Linked DNA regions of Mus musculus: all the other regions are linked to region 2. A link is a contact called in public HiChIP or PLAC-seq and promoter capture Hi-C data. All regions are on one chromosome and are shown on one strand. Each heading gives the region's core, a stretch centred on a gene start, on an enhancer-like site or on the middle of the called end of the contact. The rest is flanking DNA. Distances are from core to core; before and after follow the strand shown.

Evidence for each region. HiChIP or PLAC-seq counts read pairs in DNA pulled down with a chosen protein or histone mark. Capture Hi-C pulls out chosen DNA fragments and counts their contacts.
Region 1: a contact with region 2 is called in a promoter capture Hi-C map of adipose tissue. The contact joins two enhancer-like sites. A contact is called at or near these places in 1 of 15 datasets of contacts at CTCF or cohesin (stem cell-derived epiblast-like cells), 7 of 484 Hi-C or Micro-C datasets (cerebellum, cortical neurons, embryonic stem cells and 3 more), 12 of 115 datasets of contacts at active chromatin or transcription factors (the NIH/3T3 cell line, embryonic stem cells, epiblast stem cells and 2 more) and 4 of 9 other capture datasets (adipose tissue, embryonic stem cells, liver and 1 more).
Region 3: an H3K27ac HiChIP or PLAC-seq map of epiblast stem cells shows a contact between it and region 2. The contact joins the promoter of 1700040K01Rik here to the enhancer-like site in region 2. A contact is called at or near these places in 2 of 484 Hi-C or Micro-C datasets (cerebellum and embryonic stem cells), 10 of 115 datasets of contacts at active chromatin or transcription factors (embryonic stem cells, epiblast stem cells, extraembryonic endoderm stem cells and 3 more) and 3 of 9 other capture datasets (adipose tissue, liver and pancreatic islet).

Annotation. Positions count from the first base shown.
Region 1 is chr1:152,869,532-152,872,989 of GRCm38.p6, forward strand. Smg7 (Smg-7 homolog, nonsense mediated mRNA decay factor (C. elegans)) reads right to left here. Exons shown (of 23, transcript NM_001160256.1): 2 at 1,229-1,260. Among named protein-coding and RNA genes, the nearest start is that of Smg7, 31 kb to the right of the region's middle. Within about 2 kb of position 1,695, at least 7 of the 459 cell types and tissues checked have an H3K27ac peak or open chromatin away from gene starts, as enhancers often do. A contact at or near this core is called in adipose tissue, where this site is marked.
Region 2 is chr1:153,090,417-153,093,926 of GRCm38.p6, forward strand. It overlaps Nmnat2 (nicotinamide nucleotide adenylyltransferase 2), which reads left to right. Exons shown (of 11, transcript NM_175460.3): 7 at 81-125. Among named protein-coding and RNA genes, the nearest start is that of Lamc2, 94 kb to the right of the region's middle. Within about 2 kb of position 2,090, at least 133 of the 459 cell types and tissues checked have an H3K27ac peak or open chromatin away from gene starts, as enhancers often do. A contact at or near this core is called in adipose tissue, cerebellum, embryonic stem cells and 4 more, where this site is marked.
Region 3 is chr1:152,932,684-152,936,246 of GRCm38.p6, forward strand. 1700040K01Rik (RIKEN cDNA 1700040K01 gene) reads left to right here and starts at 2,122. Exons shown (of 2, transcript NR_166417.1): 1 at 2,122-2,502.

The DNA of each region.
Region 1 (3,458 bases), core at 445-2,944, 220 kb before region 2:
TTAGTACCTATACACTATCATAATCCTATTCACCAAAGAGAATGCCTTGGATATTTGAGTTAATAGGTTCGTTGGCTAGTCAGATTTGGGTCTGATAAAGTGTTTTTTGTTTATTTGGAGACAGGATCCCACTGTATTGGAGAAGCTAGCAAGCCTCTATGAGCTCACTCTAGCCTTCATTTTCCATGAGCCAAGATTATAGGTGTGTGCCACTAATGGGGCTCTAGGGGACTGCAGAAGTCATTCAAATGAGTAAATTTAAATAGATATTCAATACTTTGGAAAAAGCAAATGGTACATATATGGAGCTTGATGTTGTTCTACAGATGGCACTTTCAATGGTAATTCAAGAGTAGAATTCCAACACTGGTATCATATAATGTAGATGATGACCACAAATGTGTTAGTAGGAAGGACAACAGTGAACGCACTGTAACCTTTTCCTCTTTTGCTCCCTATGATATAATGACCGGGCTCCTCACCAACACTAGTCTGTAACTGTCAAAGCTCAAGAAACACCGCCTCCCTCGGAGCCAGTGTGTGCCCTCTTCAATGATAAACCTTGCCCAGGACTCTGGTTATCAATCAACAGAGGCTGAATTCCTCACGAGTTAAACATACAACTACATTCCTTCCAAATTAAGATGCAATGTCCTATCAAATATCTGAGAGCTTAGAACACCACGTGCTGCTATGAAGGACATGCTGATGATCACTGGTGAGCTTTGAATTATCTGTTCCTCTCAGCAGCTGAGTCAAAAAATTCTTCTCAAAGGGCTTGAGATATTACTCAGAGCAGAAAAGATGTGTAAGAAAAGGTAGCTTGCTGAACTTCATACTTTCAGTGCAATTTTTCTATCAACATTTTTTCTGAAGGTTTACCTGCTACTCAGGTTTGAGTCACTATAAATTGAAAATAGTAATCAAATACAACATCTTTAGCTATATAGAGTGTGAATTATTTTATATCTTAAATTATTAGTAAAAGGTTCATAAAAATTAAATAATCACACACTAATAGCAACTCAAATTCTCATGTAGTATATATTCTTGAGTAGAGGCATACACTACATTAAATTCCTTTAAAGTATTTAAGAAGAATGCAAAGTACAAGAGCAAGAGACATTTAAAGCAAAGTTACTGTTCTAGGCAAACAGCACAAACGAGAAAGGAAATTGTCTCCCTTTAATAGAAGAAAGTAAGTGGTAAGAAAGAAGACAACCGATACCTGTCATTTCAGCCTTCAGGACTTCTGCCTGCCTAAATAAGAAAAAAAGAACAAGAGTTAAAAAAACAAAACCAAACAAACAAAAAACCGAACCCAAGTTAAAATAAACAGACTAAATCAAGTTGAACAATGCATTACAACGAGGCAATGTGATAGGGAAATTTATGCCCTCCTTTAATACCCAGTGTAGCAACAGTTCACTTAACAAAGTGATATAACTTAAATATGACTTCACAAATCAAACTGGTAACTTCCCCAAAAGTTCATTTCTTGTTTTCCAAATCTGAATAAAAAATACTACAAGTTACATCCTGCAATACCTTAATTAAAGACTAGTTTGTTTTCAATTTACTGGTTACCATTAACAATTTCAAATTTTCACTCTTTTCAAGCTGCTGTTCCCGTCCCTTTTCCCACTGGCAAACTACAGCTGCACACCCTGCTCTGGGAAAACAATCTCCTGACTGGGCATGTACTGCACTGACACAGCGTTCTCCTTATGAGAGCAAAGGCCATTTCAATGGACAGCTCCTTCTAACATTTCCTCAGGACTTGATTATTCTTTCCTCTTTTTAACAGTCTTTAAAGTTCCCTTGCTACTGGCCTTCAAACGTTTTCAAGTTTTTTTCTCTTTGGCCTTCAAACATTTTCAAGTTTTCCAAATTTTTTTAATTCACCCTCTGAAATTCAAGAATTGTCTGTTATTGGTGAGGTCCTAGATTGACCTCATGGTCCTTTCTGAACTCCATGCTCGGTTCTCTTACGTGTTTTTTCTCCTCTTGGCCGTTTTATCATGGCTTCCCAGGTGTGGAAGGCAATTTCCCCCTCCTCCCAGAAGGTCTCTATGCCAGCCTTCTTCCTAAGTTTCAGTATTTGTCAATCCCAGAGGAATGCTGTCCTCTAAATACTTATTGCACTTTTTACTGCATTACATCTTTAGCCACCCACCTGTTACACACAACCCTCACTTGAACTACTACAAAAGGTATTTTTGAATGCATGCTTGATCTTACCAACTATCCACCTGAACTTCAAACATTTATTGATTTTTCACTACAACTTTTCGTGACAAATTCTATAGTCTCGGAACTGTTACCACTCTTCTCTCCTTATTCTAGCTGCTTTGTCACTGAACTTCTGAAAAGAAGAGTCCCTGGGCTATTAAGACTATCACCTCCAGAGGCCCTTGGTCTTGCAAAGATTGTAATGTCCCAAGACGGGAATACCAGGACCAGGAAGAGTGGCTGGGTTGGAGAGCAGGGTGGGGGGAGGGTATAAGGGACTTTTGGAATAGCATTTGAATTGTAAATGAAGAAAATATCTAATAAAAAATTGTAAAAAAAAAAAAAGTATCACCTCCACTTTTACGGCAATAATCACTCGTGCTTTGTGTGAGTCAGAGCACTGTGCTTCCTTGGGAAACCCTGCTGGGGTAAGGAAACTCATAGGTTCTCAAAGTCCCTTTAGTAAGTAGGTATCACAGCCTTTAAAAATAAATACCGTCAGTATCCTTTTCAACTAGCATAATGCTCAGCAGGGACTCTACAACACGCTCTCCCACAGCTTCTGTATTCTCATGCATAGAAGAATGATTATGGCTAACAATACATGCTGACTAATCTTAACCGCCAGAAAAGTAGCTTTTTAATGCTATCTCCACAAAGAAGTGATACATGGGGTGAAGAATATGCCAAACACCCTGAGACTAGATCATAACTCATGATTATGTGTTCTCAACATCACCCTGTACCCTCTGTATGTGTAATTATGTGTCAACTGACAAAAAATAAATAAAGATTATTACAACTTGAGATTCCATTTCAAAGAACTAAACTGACCCAAAAAAGCTATATTAATTCTTTTATAGAAAGTACTATTTACATAAATATTTTACAGCCATTGTAAATTTTTAAAAATTATTTTTCATATGTACATGTGTTCTGCCTGTGCCCTAATTTTTGTCACCTTGACACAAGCTAGAGTTATTTGAGAAGAAGCCTCAATTGGCAAAATTCCCTCAACAGATTAGCCTATGGAAAAACCTGCAGGGTGTTTGCCCATTAATGATGTGGGGAGGGCCCAGCTCAATGGGAGAGGGGCTACCCATGGGCAAGTGGTCCTGAGCAAGTGCAGCAGGCAGGCAAGCAAGCCAGTAAGCAGTTGCTGTCTCCGGGTTCCTGCCCTGGCTGCCCTTTAGAATTTATTACTGGAAGTCTAAGTGAAATACACT
Region 2 (3,510 bases), core at 840-3,339:
CTCTCCCTCTCCCTCTCCCTCTCCCTCTCCCTCTCCCTCTCTCTCCTGTTCATCTGTCCTCTTCCCGTTTATCCCCACAGATGAGAACGCCAACCTGGGCACAGTGATGCGGTATGAGGAGATCGGTGAGTTGAACTCTGACAGTGGGGACTTTTGGAGCCTCTTGCCTCCAGTCACCTGGGAGCAGCAAGTTCAGGAAGGGTGGAGGCTTGAGACCTGGAGTGGGTTTACAGCCAGGTCTACGGTCAGAATGTTCCTTCTGGAGTGTAAGATCATAATCTTACCTAGAGCCTATCGAACATCTCCCCATTAGACTCACTCCCCAGTAGTAGATCAGCCATCAATCTTCCCTTCACAGCCTCCCCTCCCTCATCTAAAAGAATGAAAGTCGAGCATCAGTGAGAGAGACCGTTGGTTTTGCCTACTGATACTGCAGACAAACAAGGCCGCTTCAGGTTTTTCAATGCTTTAAGGAAGAGAAGGAGGCCAGGGTTGGCTGAAAGCCACCATGTGGCTTGCCTGCAGCCTTGGCTGAAGCTAAGGTATCTATCCCACTGTCTGTGTGAGACCCTGGTGCCCAGAGTAGGTAGAAGCTGATTACAAACATCTGTTGGGGGCAGTGGGAGAGAAGGAGCTGACAGCTGGGTAAATCAACAAATCAGCAAGATGAAGCCTTCCCAGGGTTCCAGAGTGAAAGGCAGGTGGGAAACCCAAGTGCCTGCAGCTGGAAAGGCATGGCGGAGGCAGGCAGGAGTGGAGTTGGAGGCCGAAGATGATGAGGAGGGTCAAGTTGGTGGATGTCTAGAAGGAGAGGCAATTTGGTATCCAACCAGATCGGATTTAACTTCTAAAGATGTGTCAGATACCTTGTGGATACTCTTCTGAGGGAGCACTCGGGTTTGGGCTCCTGCTGTGATCTTAAGATGGCTGGTGTGTCTAAGTACCATGATAACCAGCAGATGTGATAACGTTTTGAGATGTAGTCGTGCCTGGGCTATTCCTGTTGCTTTCCTAGAACTATTTGTAAAATGTTGACAACTGGTTACTAATTGGCAGAGGCATTAGTGAGAATGGAGTGCAGTTAGCACACAGTTAGACTTCGTTGAACCAAAGCAACTCAAGAGCCTCACCTCTTATTTACCTTTTAGACTTTAACATCCTTTACACATCAGCTTGTCAGCTCTGAAGTCTCCAGGAGAGTGGGCACCTGGCTTTCTGGCCAATCGCCACAAAGCAAGCAAGTTCTGTAAGCCCAGAGGATCCAAAGGCAAAGCAGCCAGCGCTGAGTTCAAAGCTCTAAGCTCTAAGCTCTAAGCTCTGCATCCCTGCAGTCCCCTGTAGGAACTGTCACCCTGCTGCCTGTCTCAGTCCAGCAGAGCTCAGAACAGTCCTAGGATTTTTCAGTGTAATTTGTCTTTTCCCCGCCCCGAGAGCTTGAATTAGGCTCTGCTGTCTCTGCTGGGGGAAATCCCCTCTGGCTCCCCAGTCTGGCTAGCCTCCTCTGACTGCTTTTGCTTTCTGGAAGGGAAAGGGATCCCCGTGTCTGACAGGGAGGGATAATGAAGAATTCTTGGCTTCTGAAAAGGAGAGCCATGATGCCCCTGCTGACAGACAGACTCCAGGTTCACAGCAATACAGGTGGCAGCTGCCTCCGTGTACCGTGGGAACTGGGATGGGCCACTGGGCTACACATAGCTGGAATTCCTGAGCAGGGAGTGTGGAGGGAGAGTACTGGCCCTGACTGCTGGCCCTGGGTCAAGATGACCAGCGGAGGGAGGCAGACCCAGTGGAGGGCAAAGTGAGTAAGTCCTGCAAGGCCCTGGTACTCACAGGCTCCTTGCACACCACAAGGAAAATCCATCTTTTTTTTTTTTTTCTTTCCTAGCATCAGTGAGCCCATTCTGTTTTCAGCAGTTGGTTGCTTCCCTCATGGCTTTCCCAGTTCAAGGGCTTGTGGACTGGAAATATGGAAATCACTGCTGCCCTCCAGTGGCTTCATGTGGGACCACAGACTCTACCAGGGCCATTACCAATAAGCACATCTGCACTGGTCCCGGGCGTGGGGCGGGGTGGGGTGAGTCAGAGGTTTCACTCTGCCTCTCTGGGCTTTAGCCTATTTTTTTTTTAAGTCTCATATTATTCTTAGGCAAGAGTGTGAGTCCTAGCATAAGAATGGAAATCCCAGTTCAGGGTCTTCAGCCTTGGTGTTGCCAGCATTTAGGGGCAGGCATTGTGTGTTGTGGAGCTGCCCTGGGCACAGTAGGATGCCACTTAGCAGTGTCCAATCCACCAGATGCCAGTGACACAGTTCTCCTCTTCCCAAGCATGACATTCAGACATTGTGAAATCGCCCTTAAACTGTCCGGGGGCTATCTCTCAGGCAGCCCTCTTAGCTCTGCAACCACATCAATTGCTGGCCTAACTACTCACCATGTCTGAGTCCCCTCTGGGTGCCAGTCACTGCCAGGCCCTGGGGGTAGAAAGACAAATTAAGGTTCTGTGCCAAAGAGATAACATAAGCTCTCAGTCTTCATTGTGTTCCCTGAGGGAAGAACCAGAGACAATGAGATAGATGCTGGCTACTTTCTTCTGACAATGAGATAGATGCTGGCTACTTTCTTCTGCCTCAATCCCATCTAGAGACTCTCAGGGGCAAGCTCAACATCTGAAAGCCTTTGCCCAGCCCTGGGGTGTACGTCAGGCAAAGCCCCCGGGCTCTTAGGGACCATGGTAGCAGCCGTGTCTGGAAGACTAGTGGTCAGCTCTGCACAAGCGGTCTCATTGTCTCAGATACAACACGCTGGATAAGGCAGAAACCTGGGCAGCCTAAGATGTGCACTAAGATGTAGGACACTCTGAGGAATGTCAAGAATCTCTAGATTCTTTTCCTGTCACTCAGTTGAATCTCACCATTTGCTACCAATTTTAAATGACAATGAGCCTCAATGGGATAATTCAAATTGGGCTTAATGAGGAGGAGGAAAAAAAAAAAAAAAAAAAAGCAAGACAGGCATGGAGCACCACGGGTAAAGGGGAGGTGGCCCCAGCCTTGCTTCCTGAGCCCTTTGCTGAAGGCTACGTCCTCAGAAAGAGAGCGCACAGTTGATCAACTGGGATACTCCATCTTCACAGTCAGAGGTCTCCCTCCATCCCATCCCTGCCGTGTTAGCACTTGTTGAAGGAGGCCCACTCTAGGTGGAGAGAACACAGAAATAAGTGCCTGTTATCCAGCCCTAGGGAGGCTGAGACAGGAGGGTCCAAGAGTTCAAACCTCAGCTATATAGCAAGTTTGAGGCCAGCCTAGGCTACAGTCTCAGAAAGGAAGGGTGGGAAAAGGAAAGTAACAGTGGGGTGGGGGAGGGGCTCCGAGTCCTTATGCCAACGTATGTAGCTGGCTGCTGTTAGAGAGCCCAGCCATCCTGCGCTAGCCCTGAAGGTGGTGGTGGTGAGGTTGGGTTGGGGGTGCTGAACTATGGATACCCTGGGGTGGTGTTGTCAAGGCGACCTGAG
Region 3 (3,563 bases), core at 872-3,371, 160 kb before region 2:
TGTTTGTCGCAGGACTTCCTGGGTAGTGCAGTCACCATGAGGACACTAAGCAGTTAGGAGAAATTGAGGAGAGGCTAACATTTATACTGGTGTCAGATACAAATTTATGCAGCACACCCTAGCTTACAGAGGAGCGACACTGAAGTGCTGGAAAGATCAAAGCCCACCGTGATTGAATCCTAGGAGCCCTGGGTATTTCAGATGTGTGGGTGGTAGGGCTACTGTCATAATAGTATACCTATTATAAAACTTTTATAGACATCATCTACTCCAAACATATTGATGCAAATTCTGAAAATACTAGTGTTTCGTAGAATTTGTAATGTTCTAAACATAGCATGTGCTCCCAGAAGCAATTCATCACAGCAGTTCAAGTAGATTTTTCCTCTTGATAGTATTTCACAGAGAGTCTAACACAGAAGTGTGAGCTTCTCCAGGGGGAGAAATATGCCGTGTACCAGAAATTGTCTTCCCCAAAAGCTCCTTTTCATGGTAACATAGGCCAGACTGTTGTCTGGGACAATGGATTTACTGTGACTGCGAACTTGGCTCCTTACCTCCCATTTCTATCCAGCTAGTTGGATAGTCGCTTTTACCTTGTCTTGTCCTACTCTCCCCTGAATGACCAGGGTGTGGTTCATGCCTTGAAGCTACGGATGAGGTTAAATGATGAGGAAGCTTCTGTGACAGATCACTTCCAATGTTAACAACTACATTTCAATACATGGGTTCAAACAGGAAACCCTTTGTTTCTTTGTTTGTTTGTTTGAGGATTTGGGGGACAGAGTCTCCCAGTATGTTCCAGACTGGCCTTGAGCCTGGCTAAGCCCTGTGTCTTCTGAAGTAATAGTAATGTATGACACTATTCAAGAACAGTGTCAGACAGGAGCAAGTCTGCATGTTGTCTCTCAATGAAGCCTGTCCTTTGGGCACCATGGTGTTCTCTGGAATGCTATCCTGCCTTTCTTAGGCCTCAAATTTGACCTTAGGGTTCTCTAAGGAAATTGTACTGTTTTTATTTTTTCTTTCCTTTTTTTTTTTCCTCACTCCTACTTCTTTGATTCACTTAATTTTGTTTTAAATCTGTTGAGGTTAAAATTAAATTTCAGTAGAGGTAGAGCTTCTGGACTATAGAAGGCTGGCGTAAGTGTAAAACAATCCTGGCCAACAATCTCTAATGGTACGAGAAGACTGTTGGTGGGGGAGGGGGCTTGAGGGCTGGCCAGTGGGGTGGGGTGAGGAAATGTCAGCTCGCTTTCTGTTGCTGTGACAAAGTACCATGACAAACAGCAACCTGGAGACGTTGAGGTTTATTTCATCTCACAATTTATAATCGATCGCGAAGGGAAGTCAGGGCAGGAACTCAAGGAGCGAATCCGGAAGCAGAAGCTGAGGCAGAGGCTGCGGAGGAACACTGCCTACTAGCTTGCTCCTCACAGATCGCTCAGGATGCTTTCTTAGACAGCCTAGGACCGCCTGTCCAGGGCTGGCACCACCCACAGCGAGCTGGGCGCTCCCACATCAGTCATTAAGACAACACTCCCACAAAGTTGCCTATGGTCTGATGGAGTCACTCTCTCCATCTGTTGAGAGTCTGTTGAGACTCCTCTTTTTTCCTCTTTTTAGATAGCTCTAGCTTGTGTCAAACCACAAGCTACCACAATTGACCAAACCTACTTCCCCCCAGGCTTCCCGCCTGCCCCCCAAATCCAAAACAAAACAAAACAAAACAAAACAAAACAAAACAAAACAAAGAAACAAAAAACCCAAGAAACCTTTTACCTGGACAAGCTGCAAGCACACATGCGCACATGTGCAGCTGTGGGGGAAATGGAGGGTGTGGGGAGGAGCGATAGATTATGAAGTGGGCTTCTTCCAGACTTATCTATTTTGTTCTTCCTTTCTTCCTTTCTTCCTTTCTTCCTTTCTTCCTTCCTTCCTTCCTTCCTTCCTTCCTTCCTTCCTTCCTTCCTTCCTTTCTTTCTTTCTTTCTTTCTTTCTTTCTTTCTAATTTAAAGAGTTTGAACAATAATTCGTTTTCTTCAGTTTCTGAAAAAACTAGCAAGCTGCTGAATCATAGCCCAGAGCTAGCAATAGGACTTAAAGTCTTTCTTTCCTGTTCACTCCCTGAAGGCCCACAGCGCAGCTGCCTCTCATATCCTGGCTCTGCCTTGTAGCCACTCGGCTCAGCTCACAGTTTCCTGCTTTTTTCTGTACCTTCTTCCTTCTAGATTTTTTCTATTGTAATTTTCCCCCATTTTTTGAGACGCGGTTTGCAGAAGCCCGACCTCACGCTGGAATAACGTGTGTGAGTTCCCACCTAGCTTTATCCGCTTCTTCTTCCTTTTGCTCCTCTTTTTCCTCCTCTTTCTCTTCCTCCTTTTTAAAAATTTACTTTAGCGTCTCTTCTAACATTTGTTATACTATTACCCACCCGTTACCTTACCCTTAACTAGTTCATTCTGGAGGAAGCTGGAGAAAAATAGGACGGAGAAGATGGTGGTAAGTCCACTTGTCACTAAGCTACAAATGCTATACAAAGTATTTGTGCCTATATCCATACACTACAATACGTTCCCTTCTGTGTCTATTACCTGCGAGTTATGTGCATTGTGTGCATTATGCTGTATGTCCACCACAGTGCCATTATCCAGTCCTTGTCACTTATTTAAAGACTGACACGGGAATGGACTGATAAGACATGTTATTGATCCTCCTGCAACTAGTTCATTTAAAAAATTCATACACCTTCTCAATACCCCAGCATAGCAAATGATGTTCAGGGTTTTCCCCCAAACAGTAATTAAGTCGTACGAGATTAAAGCAAATGAACAAAATATCCAGGTATTGGTCAATTATGAGGATACAGCTTCCCATTTATCTTCCTTGGTTAGAGACTCTGAACTCAGATGAAAAGACTCTTTGTGTCTTTCTTGTGCTGAGCATGATAAGAAAGCCATTGAGCTGGAACTAGGTCAGCTGCCTTCCGCTGCTTCTCGGTCATCAAAGCCTATTTCTTAGCCTTAGAAGTTTCATGTCCACTAAATGGAGTCCTCATTCTCTTCTCCCCAAGCCAGAAGACTGTGAGCCAGTCATGCATAGTCAATCAAGTTTTATAGCACAGTGGGTGTGGACGGGGTAGGTCTATGTGATTTTTTTCCAAATTAGGATTATTTTTGACCTGCATATCGAATTGTTTGCTGAACAAATACTTCATATATGTTATTTAAGCATATATTCAGGCCGAGTCCAAGATTACAGAAGTCAAAAGTAGGAATTTTTTCAAAGAGAAAACAAACAAGAACCGGGGCGAATGGCACACACTTTTAATCCTAGTACATGTGAGGTTGACACAAGAGGATCGGGAGTTCAAGACCAACCTTGGCTACTTGAGACCCTGCCTGAAGAAAAAAAAAAAAAGCCAACCAAAACACAAAACAGTAATGAGAAACATTATACTATAGTTTCAGGTGTGGTTTGAATGTAAACTATTTCCCCACTGGTACAAGTATTTGAAGTCTTGGTCTCCAGCTGGCTGTGCTGTTTTAGAGGTGGGGAACCTT